Linked DNA regions of Mus musculus: region 1 is linked to region 2. Evidence: chromatin contacts called from public HiChIP or PLAC-seq data. All regions are on one chromosome and are shown on one strand. The core of a region is the stretch at or near the end of the contact, and the rest is flanking DNA. Distances in the headings are between cores, read along the strand shown.

Region 1 (5,102 bases), core at 1,849-4,348, 84 kb after region 2:
CAGTCAGCTATTGGATGGATCACAGGGCCCCCAATGGAGGAGCTAGAGAAAGTACCCAAGGAGCTAAAGAGATCTGCAACCCTATAGGTGGAACAACATTATGAACTAAACAGTACCCCCTGGAGCTCTTGACTCTAGCTGCATATGCATCAAAAGATGGCCTAGTCGGCCATCACTGGAAAGAGAGGCCCATTGGACTTGCAAACTTTATTTGCCCCAGATCAGGGGAATGCCAGGACCAAAAAGTGGGAGTGGGTGGGTAGGGAAGTGGGGGGGGGGGGGTATGGGGGACTTTTGGGATAGCATTGGAAATGTAAATGAGGAAAATATCTAATAAAAATATTTAAAAAAAGGAAAGAAAAAAGGGAGGGAGGGAGGGAGGGAGGGAGGGAGGGAGGGAGGGGGGAGGGAAGAAAGAAGGAAGGAAGAAGCTATTAACACATGAATTATGGATTATTGTCAAATATTGGGCTGCAGAGGCACAAAAGAGCAAATGTGAAATTATGCATGTAAGGCTGTAGAACAAGTATTAAGAAGTTACTAGGTTTTAGGGATTAAGTAGTGGATCAAAATAAGAAAAAGCATAAGGAAATTTTGATGGTGGATTACAATGATTAATGAACAACCTTGTGAACACTGCTTTGATTCACATTTTCAGATAGGAACATTTCCTTGTATGAAAAAATTCATATTTCAATTTTAAAAAGATACAAAAAGTGAGGGCTTTGGAATCACACAGAGCAGCTCTACCACTTACCAGGTATATGGCCTTGGCCAAGTGTTAAACTGTCAGTCTCTCCATCTGCAAAGCAAAAAGAACTAGATTTGAGAATAACTTCATAGAGCTGCTAGGAAAAGTAAACAAAGCAATACTTGAATGATATAATACAGTAAATGCTCATTAAATATTAACAAAGAAGTTAGACATTTTATTCCCATATTTTAGCCAAGGAGAAAGATTCAGGAATAACTAGTGGGTAAACAATGGTAACTTACATAACCTACCAGTACTTGTGTTGTTACAGTGAGCCCTAGCAGGGATCGTTAGTTTTATGGATGAAGAACTCCTGCTCCACAGGTGTCAGCAGATGTCAGCATGCAAGCTTCTCTTTTCTAACATGGTCTCATGTATTTCAGGCTGGCCTGGAATTTACTGTGCATCCCAAATGATCCTGAACTCCTGAATCTCATGCTTCTACCTTCCACTGGGATTACAGGTATGTATCAGTATTTTCTACTGTACTATGCATTCCAATAGGGGCACCTTCAGCAGTTAACCCTGTAATTGCCAGTATACTCCATCTCATAAAAAACTACTGAACAAATGCGCCATTTATTCTTTCTTCTCTTTTCGAGACAGGATGTTACTGAAGTCACAGAGCCCACCAGCCTCTGTTGATATTAAACATGTGCACTGCCAACCTCCATTGTGGCCAATACTAAATTCAAGTCTTGGAGGCCAGGGAGCTGGAGAGATGGCTCAATGGTTAAGAGCACTGGACTGCTCTTCCAAAGGTCCTGAGTTCATTTCCCAGGAACCACTTGGTGGCTAACAAACATCTGTAATGGGATCCAGTGCCCTCTCCTGGTATGTCTGAAGACAGCCACAAATATCTTCACATACATAATAAATAAACAGATCTTAAAAAAAAAAAAAAAAAAAAAAAGGAGACCAATTCTAGAAGTGGGGCTGTAAGTAGGCACTTCACAACATTATTCTAGGCTTTAATTTTTTATTTACACTGTAAGTGTGTATGTGCTTACATATGCACACTCATATATACATATATGCATGCACATGTCAAAGTGTGCATGTGTAGGTCAAAGGACAATGTGAGAAAGCTGGTTCTCTCCTTCTACAATGTGGGTTACAGACACTGAATTCAGAAGGTCAGGGTTTGCAACAAGCCACTTTACCTGGCTGAGCCATCTCACCATTCTATTCTAGGCTTTTAGAGTATTTCTTTCTCAGAGCAATTTCAAAAGAAGAGAATTCTGGCTTGGTATGGTTGACAGACACATGTAATTCTAGCACTTAAGAGGCTAAGGTAAGAAAATCTTGAGTTAGAGCCCTGACAACACAGAGTTATCAAGATCAGCCCAGCTACATAAAAAGTCTTCCTCAAAAAAAATAAAATAAAATAAAATAAAAATAAAATAAAAATTGAGGGACAGGAGGGATAAGAATGAATGCATATAATCTAGATATGAAGTCTGTGCTCTAAGTGGGAAGCTAAAGCTAAGGCTTGAAACTATTTGGCAGGATAGTTTCAGAAACTTGGCGGCTGAAAGGGAACCAATATTTCATTAAAACATATTCTATTTTCCTTAATCATGAAAGATTCTTACTTTGAAAAGTTTAAATGCCTGGGTGAATGTAGTAGTGCACTCCTTTGAGCTTGGCACTTAAGAGGCAAAAAACGAGTAGGTCACTGAGTTAGAGGTCAGCCTAGTCTTCAAAGTGAAAAAACAAAACTAAAGTGAAAAACCAAAAACTGGATAAGGAAAAATTATAATGCATTCTATTCCAAGGTATTGAACTAAAACAAACATTTTCAGCTTTTTTAAAACTAAGAGGGCCAGAGAGATGACTCAGTGGGTAAAAGCAAGTGACACACAAGCCTGATGACATGCAAATGATCCCTAGAACCCACCTAAAGCCAGAAGTCAAGAATCAACTCCACAAAGTTGTCCTCTGACCTTCACACGCTTGCTTTGGCAGATGTACCACTACCCCCTCCTCACACACACACACACAGACACAGGGTTGTCTCAAACTGTTACAATACTGTTCCCACAGAAAAAAATAATTGCTAAAATCTAGCCTCAGATTTTTTTTTTTTAGACATTCCTTCTTAGTCATCCATAACAAATCTCAAAGCATTCCCTGCACCCACCAGATAGTAACAGGCATCCATGGCTACACAAGGACTCAACAATTGCCTTTGAATCCAATTGTAAACAAGTCCTCAACTCTTGGCTCCATGGAGAATGCCTACAAGTCAGTATAAACTCTGAAACAGGGGCAGAGGTCAAGTGACTGGGAGAGTTCAGCCTAAACTCTCAATCTCATCCCACCCCCACCTTGTTCAAAAGAATCCTATCAGAAAGAACCTCCCAGCAAAGGGCCACATTCAGGAGACCTGATGTGGCAGTGTTGCCACATACTGAGCTGGGCCTTTAGAAGCACAGGGGAACTGCTAGAGCCAGGAACCACCTAATCACAGAGTAAATGCTATGGAGGAGGAAACATTAAGGGAAAACAGAGAGACTCACAAATTTATCTTAATATGCTTTAGGAGAGAAACTGTCTCATAAAGGATAAAACAGTCCTTAACCTGAGCCATAAAAGAAATTTCTTTGTGGACTTAATTTGCCAGTGAACTCTTCCAGTTTGTGTCCAAAAATCATCCTATAATGCAAAAGATGCTCAATTGATACTTTTTGAAAAACCATCAGAGCCGGGTGGGGGTGGTGCCTTTAATCCCAGCACTCAGGCGGCAGAGGCAGATTGATGGATCTCTGTGAGTCAAGCCTGGTCTACAAATTGAGTTCCAGGACAGCCAGGACAGAGAACCAACCCCTGTCTCAAAAAAACAAAAACAAAGAAAGAAAAACTCATCATACACATAAAAATCATGATATAGGGCTTGGCACAGTGGTCCATGCCTTTAACCCCAGCACTCAGACAAAAGCAAGCAGGTCTGTGCATTCAAGACTAGCCTGGCCTACAAATTGAGTTCTAAACCAGCCAGAGCTACAGAGTGAGACCCTGTCTCAAAGGAAAGGGAAAGGGAGGGAGAGGGGGAGAGAGAGGGAGAGGAAAAAGACATTATATTGTCTTCAACTCTTCACATGTACATATAAAACACACATATACATGAATGTACTCACAAAAATATATACAAACTTTATTTCTTATTGTATGTATGATGGGAGGCCATGAGCCTTCCACATCTCATCTGTGAAGGTCAGTCAATGGACAACTCTATGGGATCAATTCTTTCCTTTACATGGATTCCGAGGATCAAACTCAGGTCACCAGACTTGAGTAACAACCCCTCTACCCATTGAGCCATCATGACACACATAAACTCTTTTTAAAAAAGTAAAAAGTTGGGGACACATGTAGTGGCACAAGCCTTTAATACCAACACTTGGAGGCAGAACCAGGCAGATCTCTGAGTTCAAGGCCAGCCAGAATTAACACAAAGAATTACCCTGTCTCCAATGATGATGATGATCATGGGAACTGAACCAAGAACCTTGTACATAGTAGCAAAAGGCTATGCCATTGGGCTATTTCTTCGGACCCATCATTAGCATTGAGACTCACCAAAATTAAGGTGGCTACAGACAGTTCAGTTAAATAAGGTCTCTATAGCCATATATTTCATGGTATATATACTTTGGGATCATTTTACCTCCTCAAGCAGGCCTCACAGTTCTTATCTAAATATAGAATATTTAAAATAGCTTTTATAAGTGTTTAATGAAAAAAATCAATGTTAAGCATTTTGTAAATATGTCAATTTACACTCTATGGTAAAAAGCCACATAAACTTATGTCTACCTTTCCTGTTAAACTAGCAACCCTTAACAGAGCTGTGGCCTTTATACTGTGGCTAAAACTTGGCACATACAGGAAAGAGGAAGAAAAAAACAGCACTGAATTAAACAGGTCAGATCTTATAAAGACAAATTTATCAAATGGTCTTATATGGCATTCTCCTAACTCATAACTGTTAGAATATTGCAGTGTTTGCCACATAAGAAATGCCCAATAAAGCTGGGCGTGGTGGCACACGCCATTAATCCCAGAACCCGGGAGGCAGAGGCAGGCAGATTTCTGAGTTCGAGGCCAGCCTGGTCTACAAAGTGCGTTCCAGGACAGCCAGGGCTATACAGAGAAACCCTGTCTTGAAAAAAGAAAAAAAGAAAAAAAAAAAGAGAAAAAAGAAATGCCCAATAAATAGTATTTCTCAGGGTAAGGCAAAGTCTAAGTGAATAAACTTCTGACATCCAAATAAATTAAACCTGAGTTCAGATTCCCAGAACCCATGCGCCTATAATCCCACTGTTTGTACAGAGCTAGGAGGCAG
Region 2 (4,959 bases), core at 464-2,963:
CTTCTTTCTCCCTGAATATCACCAACTTCTGACCTTTTCTACCTACTCAAAAATGATAGAATCACTGTGAAGAGGTATCAGTAACCAAGAGTAGCACAATTCAAGCATCTTTAAATACATAATCAACTGCAACACAAATGTTTAAATCTTCAGGCTAGGGTTAGGAGCATTAGTCAGTGGTGGAATATTTGCCAAGTGAATGAAACTGAGTTCACTTGCCAGCACCACCAAAAAGAAAAGGAAAAAAAAATCTATGACTTAATGATGCTAGGAGTGGGGATATAGCTCAGTTGGTACGGTGCTTGCCTAATATGCATGAGGCTTCTGGATTTGATATGTAGTACCAAACAAACTAGGCATGGTAGCTAAAAGGTTCTGTCCAGCCTTCATGGGTTCTGGAAGAGAGGAGGAGTGAGGACAGAAAAGAAATGCTGAAAAATTCTCCTATCATCAATGGTTGGATGTGTTTGAGAAGATATCATCTTGAAAATTACTAAGTAAGGAAAAGAAGCCTTTAATCTGTCTTTTCATTACACTATGTGTGCTGGCTAGTTCTACGTTAACATGGCGTAAGCTATAGTTATTTTGGAAGAGGTACTCTCAATTGACAAAATGTCCCACTAAATTGGCCTGTAGGCAAGTCTGTGGTACATTTTCTTGATTGGTAATTAATGTGGAAGGCCCCAGCATACTGGTAGCCACTGGTGGGCTGGTTGTCCTGAGTGTATAAGAAAGCAGGCTGCATAGGCAATGAGAAAAAAACCAGTAAGCAGCGTTCCTCCACAGCCTTTGCATCAGCTCCTGTCCTGATTCGCTGAATAATAGACTATAAACTATAAGATTAAATTCCTTTTAATCTACAAACTTAAGATAATTCCTTTCTGTCCCAAGTTGCTTTGGGTCATAATATTTTATCACAACAACTGAAAAGTAACTATGGAACAAAGGACAACAAATGAAAAAAAATTGGAGTTAGAATATTACTATGGAACAGCCCTAGGTACTGATCATCAAGATATTATAAGAATATTGCAAGAATAGAGAACACAACAATTCAACATCCTCAGGGAGTATTCTCCTCAAAAGTTGAATCTGTGAAGATGATAATCTCTAACCTCCATCTACAAAATTATACAACTATAAGATTCAGAAAGACACATTCATCTACATCACAAAGATATACCAGCAGAACCCCTCCCAACACCCAGTTTTCACAGTGTGCTAGCAAATTCTGAGTGCACTACTCACTCTGCATGATAAAAAGGTGAAATGCCCCTCACCACTTTGTAGTTAGCAAGGTTAAAGAGATTATTTTAACTTTATCTGGGTGTTTCAAAAAAGACCATAACTAACCTTCCTCTTTGAACTAATATTAAGTTAGAGTGCTATTGTGAGAGACCATCTGGGACTATGCTCTTTCTAATCTATTAGTCTTCCTTAAATTCACTTTCTTTACAAATCAAAACCAAAACCAAAACCCCAAACTAGGATCCAGCCATCCTAGTTGGAAATACTATCCTGTCACTAAGATCCTTTTACACTCACAAATCTAGAAACTTTGTTTGTTCTTGAGTACAATGAGTCAGTTTTCCCACCAGAATCTTTGTCCCAAAGCCCACTGGAATGTTTGTTCACACATCTCTTAGAGGTAAGGAAGGGGACACCATCCTCCTTTCCCTTGTTCCAGAATTAGTGACAAAGAGTTCAACATTTAAAGCAAGTCAACATTGAGCAAGCCCTACTCTGTGACAAACAATAGGTTGGAAAGTCAAGATCCCCTCCTTGTAGAGATCAAGCCAGCAGGAGATACAAGGACACTTCTGAGATGAGGGGCAAAACACAATGTGTGCTCAGAGAAGAATGACCTGTCTCAGCTGGGGTGGGAGCAGATCCTCTCTGTGGTATTGGCATCTACATATATAGCTGAGTATTTAATGAATTAAAAACAAAGGCTGGGGCTGGAGAGATGGTTCAGTGGTTAAGAGAACTGACTGTTCTCTTCCAAAGGTCCTAAGTTCAATTCCCAGCAACCACGTGGTGGCTCACAACCACTTGTAAGGGGATGAGATGCCCTCTTCTGGTGTGTCTGAAGAGAACTACAATGTACTCACATACATACGATAAATAAATAAATCTTTAAAACAAACAAACAAACAAACAAAACAAAGGCTGGCCTGGCATGGTTGTGTACACCTTTAATCCAAACATTCAGGAGGCAGAGGCAGGTAGATCTCTAGAAGTTTGAGATCAGCCTGGTCTTCAAAGCAAATCCAGGATAGTCAGGGCTGTTACACAGAGAAACCAGTCTCAAAAACAAGCAGGGCAATGGTGGATTTCTGAGTTCGAGGCCAGCCTGGTCTACAAAGTGAGTTCCAGGACAGCCAGGGATATACAGAGAAACCCTGTCTCGAAAAACCAAACAACAACAACAACAACAAAACTAGATATCAAATAAAAGATATTGGGCTTCCATTGGTGACTTGAACACTACCTCCTCTGTGCCATCTCTCAGAGATAGACTCTTGGGAGCAAACCTTCTTTTGGAACCAAAGGTATTATCTATGCAATCCTTAAGACAACAGCAGTATGGCAAACAGTGAAAGGATGTGAGGAAAGACCAATGGCTTTCAGGAATTCTTTCCTTGAACTTGTCCAAGCATCTCTTCCTAATAATGCTCCTTAGGAAAAAAAAAAAAAAAAACCCAAGCATTACTGCAGGATTTGTCCTTCAGAAAAAAAAAAAATCTGGGTTACAGGAAAAGGAGTGCATACTGGATAGTATACAAAATAATCTCATAGATTATTCCCTTCTTTGAGTTTCTTAACTGAGTTAGTCAGTTGCAATTCTTATCAGTCTATGAATCTGCTTGGTCATGCCCTTAAAAATTACCTACTTACAATTCTTATGCTACTGGGAAGGTAAATCCTCCTATGTAATGGGTCACTGTCAAAACTAGTTTTCAGGATCACTGTCTAGCCTCCTCTATTAAAAGGTTATCACATAAGCTGGTACACTGAGAGATCATCTGTCGTACTGTTTCTTAAAACCAAGTCCATTTTAAATGCACATACTATTTAATCCAGCAACCTAAACACTTCTAGGAATATATAACTAATGGAAATGCTTGTATATGCAGGAGTAGAAAAGGTATCATTGCAGGGGGCTGGAGATGTAGCTCCATTTGTAGAGTGTTTGCCTAGGAGGCTTGATTTCCAAGCACTGCATAAACCAGGCATAACTGCTCACACCTCTTATCTAACACAGAGATGGAGGAAAGAGGATAAAGGGCTGAAGGTCATCCATGGCTTCAAGGCCAGCTTGGGCTACACAAACCTTGACCCCTCTCTCCAAAAAATAGTTCTTTTAATATTTTATATAGTCTGTTTCTGCCTCCCGGGTACTGCGATTAATGATGTGCACTGATTAATGATCTGATCCCTGGACTCATATGATGGAAGAAGAAACTGCTTCTCAAGGGTGGATAGTCCTTTGACTCCCGTATGTACATTGTGAGATATATGCTACACCCTCAAAATAAAATGTAATAAACAAAATACAAGTATATAGAAGTATAGGGCTTGGGCATATTTCTGTCAACAGAGCACCTGCCTAGCATGCACTAGGCTCTAGGTTTGACCCCTAGCACTGCATAAAACTGGATTTGCTGCTTTATGCCAGTAATCCCAGTACTCGGGGGATAAAAAGGCAGGAGAATCTGAAGTTTAAAGTCATCCACAGCTACATAGTGAGTTTGAGGTCAGCCTGGACAACTTGAGACCTAATCAGCCCCACCCTATCCCACCCAGGAGATGAAATACACATACGTGTACTTCAATACCTCTTGCTGAATTAGAGTTATAGAATAAACTAAACAACCATGGTACTTGTCAGAGTATATAAAGCAACAGTTCCAGGTACTAGACTTCAGGAGATGAAGAACGATGATTCCTGGGAGGCAAATAGAATATGGTGAATGGATCTGTGAGTGTTCTTCTTAACTATTTAGAGCAGTGGTTCTAAACCTGTGGGTCCCAACTCCCTTGGTAAACCTCTATCCCCCCCCCCCAAATTAAATTATAATCCATAACAGTAGCAAAATCAGAGTTATGAAGCAGCAGTGAAAATAACTGTACAGTTGTGGATCACCACAACATGAGGAACTGTATTACAGGAACTCAGTATTAAGAAGATTAAGAAAGAGTGGGTCAGAGGTTTTTCTAGGCTAGAAAGAAACAAAGCATCCAGGTAGCCTATCAGTTTCCCAGAGTTACAGATATGAAGCTAGAAGTCAAGGAGGTCAATAAAACTGGGGAAAGGAGTTCACAGGGCACTGGACCAGAGGGAGAGGGCTACACTGAGTGCACAACTGAGATTGGCATAGGTTCTCCATGTCTTTAGCTGTAGATTATCTGTGCATGTATAAGAGAAAACCACCCAAGCTGAGGAAATTCCCAAGAAGAAGAGCAAAGAAAAACAATCTTTTGGGCTCTTTCAGGGCTAAGACCTTTCCTCTAACACTGGGGATAGAACTAGGGAACTTTATGCATGTCAGGCAGGTGCTCTGCCATGGAGCTACATAGCTAAGAATTTTTGTTTCAACTAGCCAAATGGAGAGCTTTCTGTATTAGAAAGCTTCCTAAGAATTAGATTAGCATTCACATATCTCCCAATACCTATCCTGCAGGTATTCTCCTTAGAGCACTGGCTGGCTAATCAGACTAACGACTTGATTCATTCAGTTCAAATGACAGACTCTAGGCAACTGATATTGACTGGTTTGTGGAATAAAAGATGAAGTCAGCAGGAGCCAGATGAGACAAGTCCAACAGGTTGAGAGGACAGTAGATCTTAATAAACTTTTCCTTAGCCTCTTTTTAATAGAGACAAAAATCCAACAGTATAAGCAGAAATTCCCTTTGCTCTGTAGCTTAATACAAATGATTGAAAAAGAAAATCAT

Evidence for each region. HiChIP or PLAC-seq counts read pairs in DNA pulled down with a chosen protein or histone mark.
Region 1: a contact with region 2 is called in an H3K27ac HiChIP or PLAC-seq map of extraembryonic endoderm stem cells. The contact joins two enhancer-like sites. A contact is called at or near these places in 1 of 39 promoter capture datasets (macrophages), 10 of 15 datasets of contacts at CTCF or cohesin (CD8 T cells, the NIH/3T3 cell line, embryonic stem cells and 5 more), 214 of 484 Hi-C or Micro-C datasets (the 3T3-L1 cell line, 3T3-L1-derived adipocytes, the 63-12 cell line and 113 more), 29 of 115 datasets of contacts at active chromatin or transcription factors (CD4 single positive thymocytes, CD8 T cells, the NIH/3T3 cell line and 20 more) and 5 of 9 other capture datasets (adipose tissue, embryonic stem cells, liver and 2 more).

The regions. Positions count from the first base shown.
Region 1 is chr2:38,871,838-38,876,939 of GRCm38.p6, forward strand. Nr6a1 (nuclear receptor subfamily 6, group A, member 1) reads right to left here. Exons shown (of 11, transcript NM_010264.4): 3 at 758-802. Nr6a1os (a long non-coding RNA gene) reads left to right here. Exons shown (of 7, transcript XR_866167.2): 4 at 1,138-1,217. Among named protein-coding and RNA genes, the nearest start is that of Mir181b-2, 21 kb to the left of the region's middle. Within about 2 kb of position 3,099, at least 50 of the 459 cell types and tissues checked have an H3K27ac peak or open chromatin away from gene starts, as enhancers often do. A contact at or near this core is called in extraembryonic endoderm stem cells, where this site is marked.
Region 2 is chr2:38,789,463-38,794,421 of GRCm38.p6, forward strand. All of the region lies in intron 3 of Nr6a1 (nuclear receptor subfamily 6, group A, member 1), which reads right to left. Among named protein-coding and RNA genes, the nearest start is that of Nr6a1os, 24 kb to the right of the region's middle. Within about 2 kb of position 1,714, at least 12 of the 459 cell types and tissues checked have an H3K27ac peak or open chromatin away from gene starts, as enhancers often do. A contact at or near this core is called in extraembryonic endoderm stem cells, where this site is marked.